Linked DNA regions of Rattus norvegicus: region 2 is linked to region 1. A link is a contact called in public Hi-C data. All regions are on one chromosome and are shown on one strand. The core of a region is the stretch at or near the end of the contact, and the rest is flanking DNA. Distances in the headings are between cores, read along the strand shown. Region 1 holds the start of Cbx8 (chromobox 8). Region 2 holds the start of Eif4a3 (eukaryotic translation initiation factor 4A3).

Region 1 (4,543 bases), core at 1,264-3,763:
TGGAGTGGGAGAGAGCTGGAGTTTTCGGTGGAAACTGAAACCAGCAGTGAATGACCCTCTCCTGAAAACCCCCGGTCCACGAAGACTCTGGAGGGCACGCAGAACCTAGGGACAGAGTTCTTTTCAAAATCCAAGATGAAGGGGATCAACCATCTTTCTCTGGACCGGCAACTTCCCAGGGCTGAGAAAGAGAAGGGGAGAGCTGATCCCCACCACCACCGATAACCACTCCACGCAGTTCCTTGACACTGGCTTCAAGGTGGCCCTGAAGCCGGCTTGCAGAACTGCGGCCCCGCTAAACTCCGGGTGGCCCGACAGCCAACGCCCGCGGCAGGCAGCAGATTCCAAGCGCGGGCAAGCGGAGCGACTAGAGCGACCCGGGCGGAGGGCTAGGGTGGGCTTTCTCTGGGCGGGGAAACCAGACACTTATAGGCGGCTGAGGCCGACTTTATTTTTACTGCCCAAACTGTTGGAAAGTATTTAAGCTTAAACAGAAACAGCTGTATCGCTGGCACCGGCCGACGAAACTATTTGTTACCAGGAATGACTTTTTATGATTAAGGACCCAACCGTCGGCGGTCTCTTGAAGGCGGCGGGCGTAGGTCGCCCGGGCGATCTGGGTATCCTGGATCCGCTGTTCGTTTAGAGCCGAGAGGACTTCTCACCTGGAGCACACCTTGTAGTGTCTAGGAGTGAAGCCAAAAACTGGAACCCGCGACTGTTGAGGCAAGAGGAGGCCTGGGGAGTACCCGCGCAGCGGGCCTAACTCGGTGACTGCCCCAAGGCCAGCACCGGCTCGCATGCAGTGCGCAGCGCCTTGGACCCGAGGCCAGCTTTGTGCTCTGGGCTTCCTGCCTTTCGAAACAGACTCCTTAGTTCGCTGTTTCCCCGTCTTCGTCGTTCTTTAACTTTCTCTCTCCCCTTTTTCCAACCCCTTATTGGCCAGGCGAAACTGCTTCCAGCCAAGTTGATACAGTGGTTTAAATAAATTGTGTGTTCCAAGGAGTCGGAGGGGTGGGAAGGGCTCTGTGATCTGGAGCTTGGGTAGTAAAAGAGAAATGTGGGGATAGCCGCTGTTGAACCTCCGCTCCTCAACAGGGGTTACCACGAGGGGAGGAAGGAGAGCCTAGGAGCGAAAGGTTATTGAGTGTCCGCAGGTGTGTGAGGGACTTTAGGCGTCTCTGCACGACCGTCATCCCCTACCTGGGACTTGCCATCTTGGGAACCCCCCTCTTCCAAGCCGTACTAGATACCGCCACACCCCTCAAATTCCACGCCGCTGTTTGTCGGGTGTCCTCCGCTTACGTCTTCTAGAAGAGCCCAAGACAGAAAGTGCACTAGCTCCGCACCCAAGTCTGGAGTAGAGCCGCGGCGCCCCCAGCCGCTCACTCCCAATCTAGCCAGGTTCTAGGCTCTGCCTCGATGGTCATAGATTCCCTAAACCCACCCAGGCCGGGACAGACATGTCCAGGTTGACTTCTCTCAGGGCCAAGGAGTGGAGTGGGCTGGGCCAGGGACAGAAGCTGGGTCAGGGTAACTGAGACTTGGGGACAATGGAGGTGGCAAAAGGAGGCTCGCGACCCCTCCTGCAGGGTCTCGGTCCAGGATGGATTCAGGCGGTAAACATCGGCATGCACCAGTCTGCTTTGGGCTTCTGAGCCGGGAGAAGCGCCCACGGCAGCTCGCAGGACCCGGAGGGTGGACGCGGGCAGCACTGTGCGACTGGAGACCAAGAGCAGGCTCATTGATTTGTTAGCTGGATGGGACTGGTGATGAAGGGAGGAGGGGGCGTTGCCATGGAGACCCAGGGTGTGCGGCCGCAAGGGAGGGGTCAGGAAATTAGTAGGTTCGGCGCTAGCGACGTAGGTCCAGGGGTTCGGGCGCGGCTCGTTGCGCCCCAGCACCTGTGCATTGTGTTGCACCGGCGGCGGGCGAAGAGGATGGCGCCAGGCAGGGCATGGGCAGGTGGGAAGGGCCTGGGTCTGCAGAGGGGCAGCTCCTGACTGGCACCTACGCGGGGAGCCCTAAGGGCTCCGCGGGGACAGGGCAAGCCATGCACCCGGGGAACCGCTGGGCAGTCGGGCAGGGGGGCAGGGCCCGGAGCTTAGGGCAGCGGCCCCCTGTCCAGCCGTGCAGACTGACAGCAGTCGGGCCCGCCCCGCTTCGCGTCACTTCCGCTGACGGCACTCTCCCCCCCCCCCACCTTCTGGGTCTCTGGAGTGGACGGAGACTCCTCCCCCTGGCGATTGGAACACAGGTCACGTAGCAACGCAGGGGAGACGGGGAGAGGGGCGTGGCCGGGCGCTAGTCCAATCAGCGCCCGCAGAACGGGCCCAGGACGCTTGGCTTTAGCAACGTCGTTAGCAACACGTGGGGCGGGAGGACGAGCTGGGAGGGGGCAGGGAGGGAGAGTGCGCGGGGGAGGGAGGAGAACTGACGTCAGCGGGAGAGTATTATGGGCTGTCGAGGGCTGGCTGCTGCTTTTCTGCTCCTGGAAGCGGCTGAGGGGGGAAGCGGCGAGTCAACATGGAGCTCTCGGCGGTGGGGGAGCGGGTGTTCGCGGCCGAAGCCCTCCTGAAGCGGCGCATTCGCAAAGTAGGTGAAGGGGAAGGCGGGCGGCGGCGCGGGCCCTCCCTTACCAGGGCCGGGGCTCCCTCCCCCTGCTGCAGCCCAGCCTCCCTTCCCCCAGGTCCCAGCAGCGGCCGCGGCCGTGTCGGCGGCGGCGGCTCAGCCCCAGCGCTCTCCTTAGACTTGCAGCCCTGCACAGATTGCATGGATGGGGGGCGGGGTGGGGGATGAATGCCGGTGCATGCACTTTGTGCAGCGTTTCTGCAGCGGTGCTGCAGTGGGCTGGTTCCTTTGGCGGCAGTGTTTGGAGCATTCATTTGGTGCATGCATTTTCGTGTGTATTTCTTGTGTCCTCGTCATGCATTCCTCCCCACGCACACACATACACATGCATTTTCCCTTTTGCATCCTCAGGGACGCATGGAATATCTCGTGAAATGGAAGGGCTGGTCGCAGAAGTAAGTAGGTTATATGCAATCGCAACCCCACACTGATATCGAGGAGGGTTCTTTCTTCCTCTTTTCCCCTTCACATTGAAATACAACACAAGGCAGCCGGAAAAGTTGCACACACATACCCGCCCTCCACTCCCTCCTCTCTCTCCTGCTCCAGGGACTGATGACTGATTCTTCCTGGTTTCCTTTAGGTACAGCACGTGGGAGCCTGAAGAAAATATTCTTGATGCTCGCCTCCTTGCAGCCTTTGAAGAAAGGTACAGACCCTTAGCCCAGCCACTCACTGGAACCCATACAGGCTGACTTCGGTGCAGCCAGGACACACCCCCTTCTTCTATCTCTTTTCTTTCTTTAGGGAACGGGAGATGGAGCTCTATGGTCCCAAAAAGCGAGGACCCAAGCCTAAAACCTTCCTTCTCAAGGTATGTTGCAGTCTCCAGTGGTGGAGGGTGACGTTCAAGGAGGATCTGCTGGGTTTGTAAACCAGTGGGTGTCCTTGCCCTTTGCTTATTTGTGAAGTGGGCATCTTCTGACAGCATGTTTTCAGTCTGTGGCAGCATCGAGGGGTTCTAGAGGTGGGACGTAGCTGCCCCAGAAGGCCTTTATTTCCCTCTCCAATCACCTCAAGTAGACCTATAATGTTATACAAGGAGTCTGTTGGTTGCAAATGGCTGCTTCCAGACAAATCCCCCCCCCCCGCCCCCAGACTACTACCAAAAGGCATTACTCAATTAGAATTTCCCAGGCATCCAGGGAAAGTTGGGCAGTCGAGGCTAGAGGTCTTGTGGGGGGCGGGGCTCTTCTCTCCTCACAACACCTTCCTTCTGCAGGCCCAGGCCAAGGCAAAGGCCAAAACCTATGAATTCAGAAGCGACTCTACCAGAGGCATCCGGATCCCTTACCCAGGCCGCTCTCCCCAGGATTTGGCATCTACTTCTAGGGCCCGAGAGGGCCTTCGGAACACGGGGCTACCCCCACCAGGGAGCAGTACCAGTACCTGCAGGGCAGACCCACCTCGGGACAGAGACCGAGACCGGGATCGAGAACGGGACAGGGGTACCAGCCGTGTAGATGAGAAGCCCAGCTCACCGGGGGACAGCTCCAAGAAACGAGGACCCAAGCCCAGGAAGGAGCTCCTAGACCCTTCACAGAGACCTTTGGGAGAGCCCAGTGATGGCCTTGGAGAATACCTCAAAGGCAGGAAGCTGGATGAGACCCCCTCTGGGATAGGAAAGTTCTCAGCTGGCCACAGCGTGATCCAGCTTGCTCGGAGGCAGGACTCAGACCTGGTACAATACGGTGTGACCAGTCCTAGCTCGGCGGAGGCCTCGGGCAAGTTGGCTGCGGACACCTTTCCAGCCAGGGTGATAAAGCACCGGGCTGCTTTACTGGAGGCCAAAGGTCAAGGTGCCCTGGACCCTGGTGGGACCAGGGTCCGACATAGTTCAGGCACCCCGGGCTCAGTGGGAAGCCTGTATCGGGACATGGGGGCTCAAGGGGGAAGGCCCTCCCTCATCGCC
Region 2 (4,973 bases), core at 1,129-3,628, 260 kb before region 1:
CTGAGCCTATCTTTCCGTCCGTAAAATAGGTAAGGAAAGACATTCACCAGCACCCTCTGTTTCTAATGGTGGTTGAGATTTATAAGAATCAAATTAGCTGGGTGTGGTGCCACACAACTTTGATCCCAGTACTCTGGAGGCAGAGGCAGGAAGGTCTCTGTGAGTTCAGGGCTGACTGGGTCTACAAAGTGAGTTTCACAGAGAAACTGTGTCTCAAAAAAATTAATCTGTCACTTTAAGCACTGGAATTGTAGATTGCCAAACAGGGCTGTCAGTTGCATGCCTGGGTGTATGTGCACATGCATACAGGTGGTTTTTGAGGTCATAAGAGGGCATCAGGTCCCCTGGAACTGGTTGTAAGTTATGTGAAAGGGGTGCTGGGAACTGAATCTGGGTTCTCTGCAAGACCAGTAAGTGCCCTTAACCACTGAGGCAGCTCTCCAGCCCTTACTGTAGTTCATTTTTATAAAGATATGTCTTCACCTATGCCATCCTGCCTCAAACCTTGGGTGTTTCTGCCTCGGCCACCCAAGTGCTGGGGTCACAGGGTATACACTACCACCTTAGTCTAGATTGTTGCTTTTAAGTAGATACTTTTGCATAAAATACAATGTAACCAAGTTGATCAGATACTTTGAACAGGCAAGTGACAAAGGCATACTATTCATAACTGATTGGATTATAGCTGCTTGCTGATGATAAAGAGAACCAGGGTCTTCAAATTACTTGGGTACTGTAAGAAACTATAGCAAGCCGGGAAGATGGCTCATGGGTTAAGGGAGGGCTGGCTATGCAAGCTTGATGACCTGAGTGAGTTTGATCCTGGAACCCATATAAAGGTAGGAGGGAAGAACATGCTACACAACTGTCCCCCGAACTCCACACCTGCTCTGTAGCATGGGCCTGCCCACTCGCATACACCATGCGAACACACACTAATACATGCGGATACACGCAGACACAATAAACTAAAAAAAGATATGTGAGCAGAGTGGTCCAATAAGAATACAATAACACCTTTCTCTAGTTGTTACATCTGATGAAGTAAAACAGTGAGATGAAACAGCGTTTTAAACAGTAACCACAAGCTATAATTACTCATTTCAACAGACAGTATGAAATGGAGACTTTACATTCTTTTCTTGGGATGTCATTAAAATCCCTGTGTCTTTTACAGCCAAGATTGCAAAACAACCCTTCGAGTCAGGCTTGCAAAAAAACAAAACAAAACAAAAAACGGCATGAGCACGTGGACTAAATCCTCATTGAGTGAGAAGGCATGAGAACTGGAACTTGGCCAACTCTATGCCTTTAGTGCTCTGATTAATACCACATGTATTATATGGTTTATCTGGTCTGGACAAATCCTGATACCAGAGCGGGAGCTGAGCTCTCAAAGAGAAGGCAGTAATAAAGAACTTGTTTTAACATGGGTACATTGCAACCCACAACTTCTCCATGAAAAGATCTGGTTGTAACTAAACTTATCGACATGAGTCTTTCACAGTAGCTTTTAAAGACTTGTTTGAGTATTTGTGTATTTGCGTGTGTGTACACACCACGAGTGTGGCCCCCACAGAGGCTGGAAGCACTGGATCGCCTGGAGCTGGAATATACAGGCTGCGTGAGTCACACGGTCTAAGTGGCTGGAACACAATCAAGGTTCTCTGGAAGAAGAGTAACAGCCCTTAACAGTTTAGTCATCTTTCCTCAAAAGCAGAAAAAAAGAAAGAGGCCACATGCAAATGAAGTTTTGCTAGAACTCGGGTTACGACTCGAAATTACAGGGGTCCTGGGATCCACTCTCACAAACAGAAAGACATGCCCCAAATAGCAAGGCCCTTTTGGAGCCTGCGTTGAAAATCAGGATCCTCCAGAGTGACTGGGGTCACCACGCCGGGTCAGAGGCTCTAAAGGATTCTCGGATGTGATGGCAGCTTGGGCGTCCCCTGCTCTCCCAGGCAAAAACATCTACCCACTCGGTCTCCACCGATTCCTCCCATCCACCACCCCGGGAGAGCAGCTTGATTCTCCCAGGTCGCCACGCTATGGTTGCCATGGCAACGCAGTCAGCAGCGCTGGAGCGCGGAGCCCACAGGACAGTGCCCTCTTCCTTTGCTCTGTACCTTCAGGGACACCTTGGCGTCACTCTTGCTCCTCCCTGAGACCCACATCCCTATCCCAAGTAGGCTGCAGACACCCAGAAGAGACAAGAGTATGCAGAGTCACGGACATCCAGAGACTGCCAGCCCAGTCCCTCGCCGAATCCCGCGGAGCACGGAATATCGCGAGGCTTGGAGCGCTTTGCCTCCCACCCCTCCTGACGCTCTTCCGCGGCGCTGTGTTTGCGTCACTTCCTCCCGACCGGGCCGGCGGCGCGAGCCTTGTTTCCGGTTCCCGCCGCAGCTCGCAGTTGTCTATTAGTGGGGTCGGGATCATGGCGGCCACGGCCACGATGGCGACGTCGGGCTCCGCGCGGAAGCGGCTGCTCAAAGAGGAGGACATGACCAAAGTGGAGTTCGAGACCAGCGAGGAGGTGGACGTGACCCCCACGTTCGACACCATGGGCCTTCGGGAGGACCTGCTGCGCGGCATCTACGCCTACGGTGGGGCGCGGGCCTCGGGGAAGGGGAGGTTGGGGGACGGGCCGCTTCAGACCGGGTGGGGAACGTGCGTCCGAGCTCCAGAGCTCGGGGTTCCCCGGTGCTGCAGTCAGCCAGGCTCCTCCAGTCGCTCGTGTAGCGGATAGCCATGTGTGTGTCCCTGTGAGGTGCCCCGAAGCTTTGATGGGGAAGTCGGGGCTCCAAATCTGGTGCGTTCGTGCCTTGTGGAGTTTAAAGCTTCCTAAGGAAGCGGGAAATACGAAGCAAGGGTGCTTCAAGCGGTGAGAATTGGGAAAACAAGAGAATGAGCGACTGGATAGAGTAGATAGATTGATAACGGTGAGTTAAAAGAGCCGAAAGAGAGCTCCCAGAGGCGTTCAGAATCCCCAGGGGAGAGGGAACAACTGGTCCTGGCTTCTTGAAGCCATTGCCTGACGAGTGCCAGGAACATAAGAAAGAAACCCCTCGTCATGTTTTAAAGGCATGAGTAAAGAATTTGAGATTCACTCCTAAATACAGCGGGGAGCCAGCCACCGCAGAGTTCTGAGCAGAATCGATAGGATCAGGCTTACCGTTTGAAAGTTTATTTTGGTGTCTGGATTTGGAGTTAGAAGAGGAGGCGGGGTGATGGCCGGACCATAGGAGAGATGGGGATGTTATTGTGGAGCTAAAGGATCTGCTGGCAGCAGATGCAGTGCATTCCTGGCTTTTTTGAGTGAATGGTGGGTCATGCTGTTGGTATTTGCTTAGGAGCATTTGAGGGAGGCCGAATGAACTCTTTTTGTTTCTGCTTTCTTTGTTGTTTTGCTTTTTGTTTTGTTTTGTTTTGTTTCTCCATGTACCCCTGGCTGTCCTGTAACTCTTAGTAGACCAAACTGGGCCTCTAACTCAGAGATCCCCTGCCTCTGCCTCCCAGATGCTGGGATTAAAGGTGTGCGTCACCAAGATGTTTAACAACATCTTTTCTTATAAATCCTATCTGCTTATTTGGAAAATACTTGTGTTTTCATTGTTTGTTTTGTTTTAAGACACAGTCTCTCTACCTAGTTCTGGCTGGTCTGGAACTCATTCTGTGAACCAGGTGGCCTGGAATTCACAGAGATCCCCCTGCTCAGCTTCTCCTGCTGGGATTAAGGGAGTGCACAGCCTTGTCCAGTCTTTCATACTGTTCTCCTTGCTAGTAGTGATGGCCCAGCAGGTGGGTGGTCCCTTGATGATGGGCCTTCGTGCAAACAGGAGAGCAGCACAGGGCGTCTCCCCATGCCTGTGCAGGCTCAGTACTCGGGAGACACCACCAGCTGGGGTTTGAGTGCTTGGTAGCAGGAAAGGGCAGCAACTGCAGTGCTTCTGGGTTTGTGCTTTTGCTTGTAGAGCGGGTTTGGTGTGGCTTAGACTGGCCTTGAACTCCTGATGCTCCTGCCTCTGCCCTCCAAGTGTTGGTGTAGTGGGTAGCATCTTGACAGGTAGTCCTGTAGGCTGGTCTGTGAAGATGTGCTCAGCTCTGCCTGTGTTGCCTGGGATTGGCAGGAAGGAGCAAGTGTGTGTTCCCCAGGTAGTTCATGCCGTCACAGTCCTGGGGAGTTACAGTGTTTCCTCTTTGCATTTCTAGGTTTTGAAAAACCTTCTGCGATCCAACAGCGTGCTATCAAGCAGATAATTAAAGGGAGAGATGTCATTGCACAGTAAGTTGTGGGCGCTGAGAGCGAGTTGGGTCCTCGGGGAGAGCTGTGGGGAGCTGAGCCTGCCTTATTTATTTATGCCGACTTGTTTTTGGATGTGTATTCTGGGTCCTATGGAGGTCATTGCACACACTACGCTGATGTAGCCCTAGGTCCTGAATGTAGATCTATGGATTTGTGTAAAGTACTTTTTCATTAGCTTTCTTTTCTTTTTCCTTTGAGACAGGGTTTCTCTGTAGACCAGGCTGGCCTCCAACTCAGAATTCTGGCTGCTATTTGGATTAAAGGTGCATGCTAGGTACAGAGCCCAGGGCCTTCTCTACTACTGAACTATAAATGACCAGTTATCCTTTACATCATACTTCAGACTTTAGGAGCTGGTGCATTAAAGGGAGAGGTCCCCTTTCTGCCTCCTTTGGGAAGTTCTTGTTGGCGTTGCAGTTTCTTAGTTCTGGTGTCCTGGTGTAGAAGCCCCACATCCATTCTGTCTGTAGCAGTTTGTCTCTCTGGGAGCTGTGGAGATCGCTCGCTCTGTTCCCAAGTTCAGTTCTTGGTACCCACACTGAGTGGCTCAGAGCTGCCTATAACTGCAGCCTCAGGTCCAGCATCCTCTTCCCGGCTTTGAAAGAAGTTTCACACATGTTCAGTCACACAGATAAGTAAAGGTGAAAAATAAGAATAAGAAGTGACC

What was found. A called contact is a pair of places that touch in the nucleus more often than the background predicts.
Region 2: a contact with region 1 is called in a Hi-C map of prefrontal cortex, with 4 times the contacts expected there. The contact joins the promoter of Eif4a3 here to the promoter of Cbx8 in region 1. A contact is called at or near these places in 2 of 12 Hi-C or Micro-C datasets (Schwann cells and prefrontal cortex).

What each region holds. Positions count from the first base shown.
Region 1 is chr10:104,793,470-104,798,012 of GRCr8, reverse strand. It overlaps Cbx8 (chromobox 8), which reads left to right and starts at 2,513. Exons shown (of 5, transcript NM_001034078.1): 1 at 2,513-2,595; 2 at 2,983-3,026; 3 at 3,215-3,280; 4 at 3,379-3,445; 5 at 3,854-4,543. The coding sequence starts at 2,527.
Region 2 is chr10:105,054,966-105,059,938 of GRCr8, reverse strand. Eif4a3 (eukaryotic translation initiation factor 4A3) reads left to right here and starts at 2,378. Exons shown (of 12, transcript NM_001100158.2): 1 at 2,378-2,606; 2 at 4,213-4,285. The coding sequence starts at 2,438. It overlaps LOC108352165 (a long non-coding RNA gene), which reads right to left and starts at 2,308. Exons shown (of 2, transcript XR_001840348.2): 1 at 2,127-2,308; 2 at 982-1,667.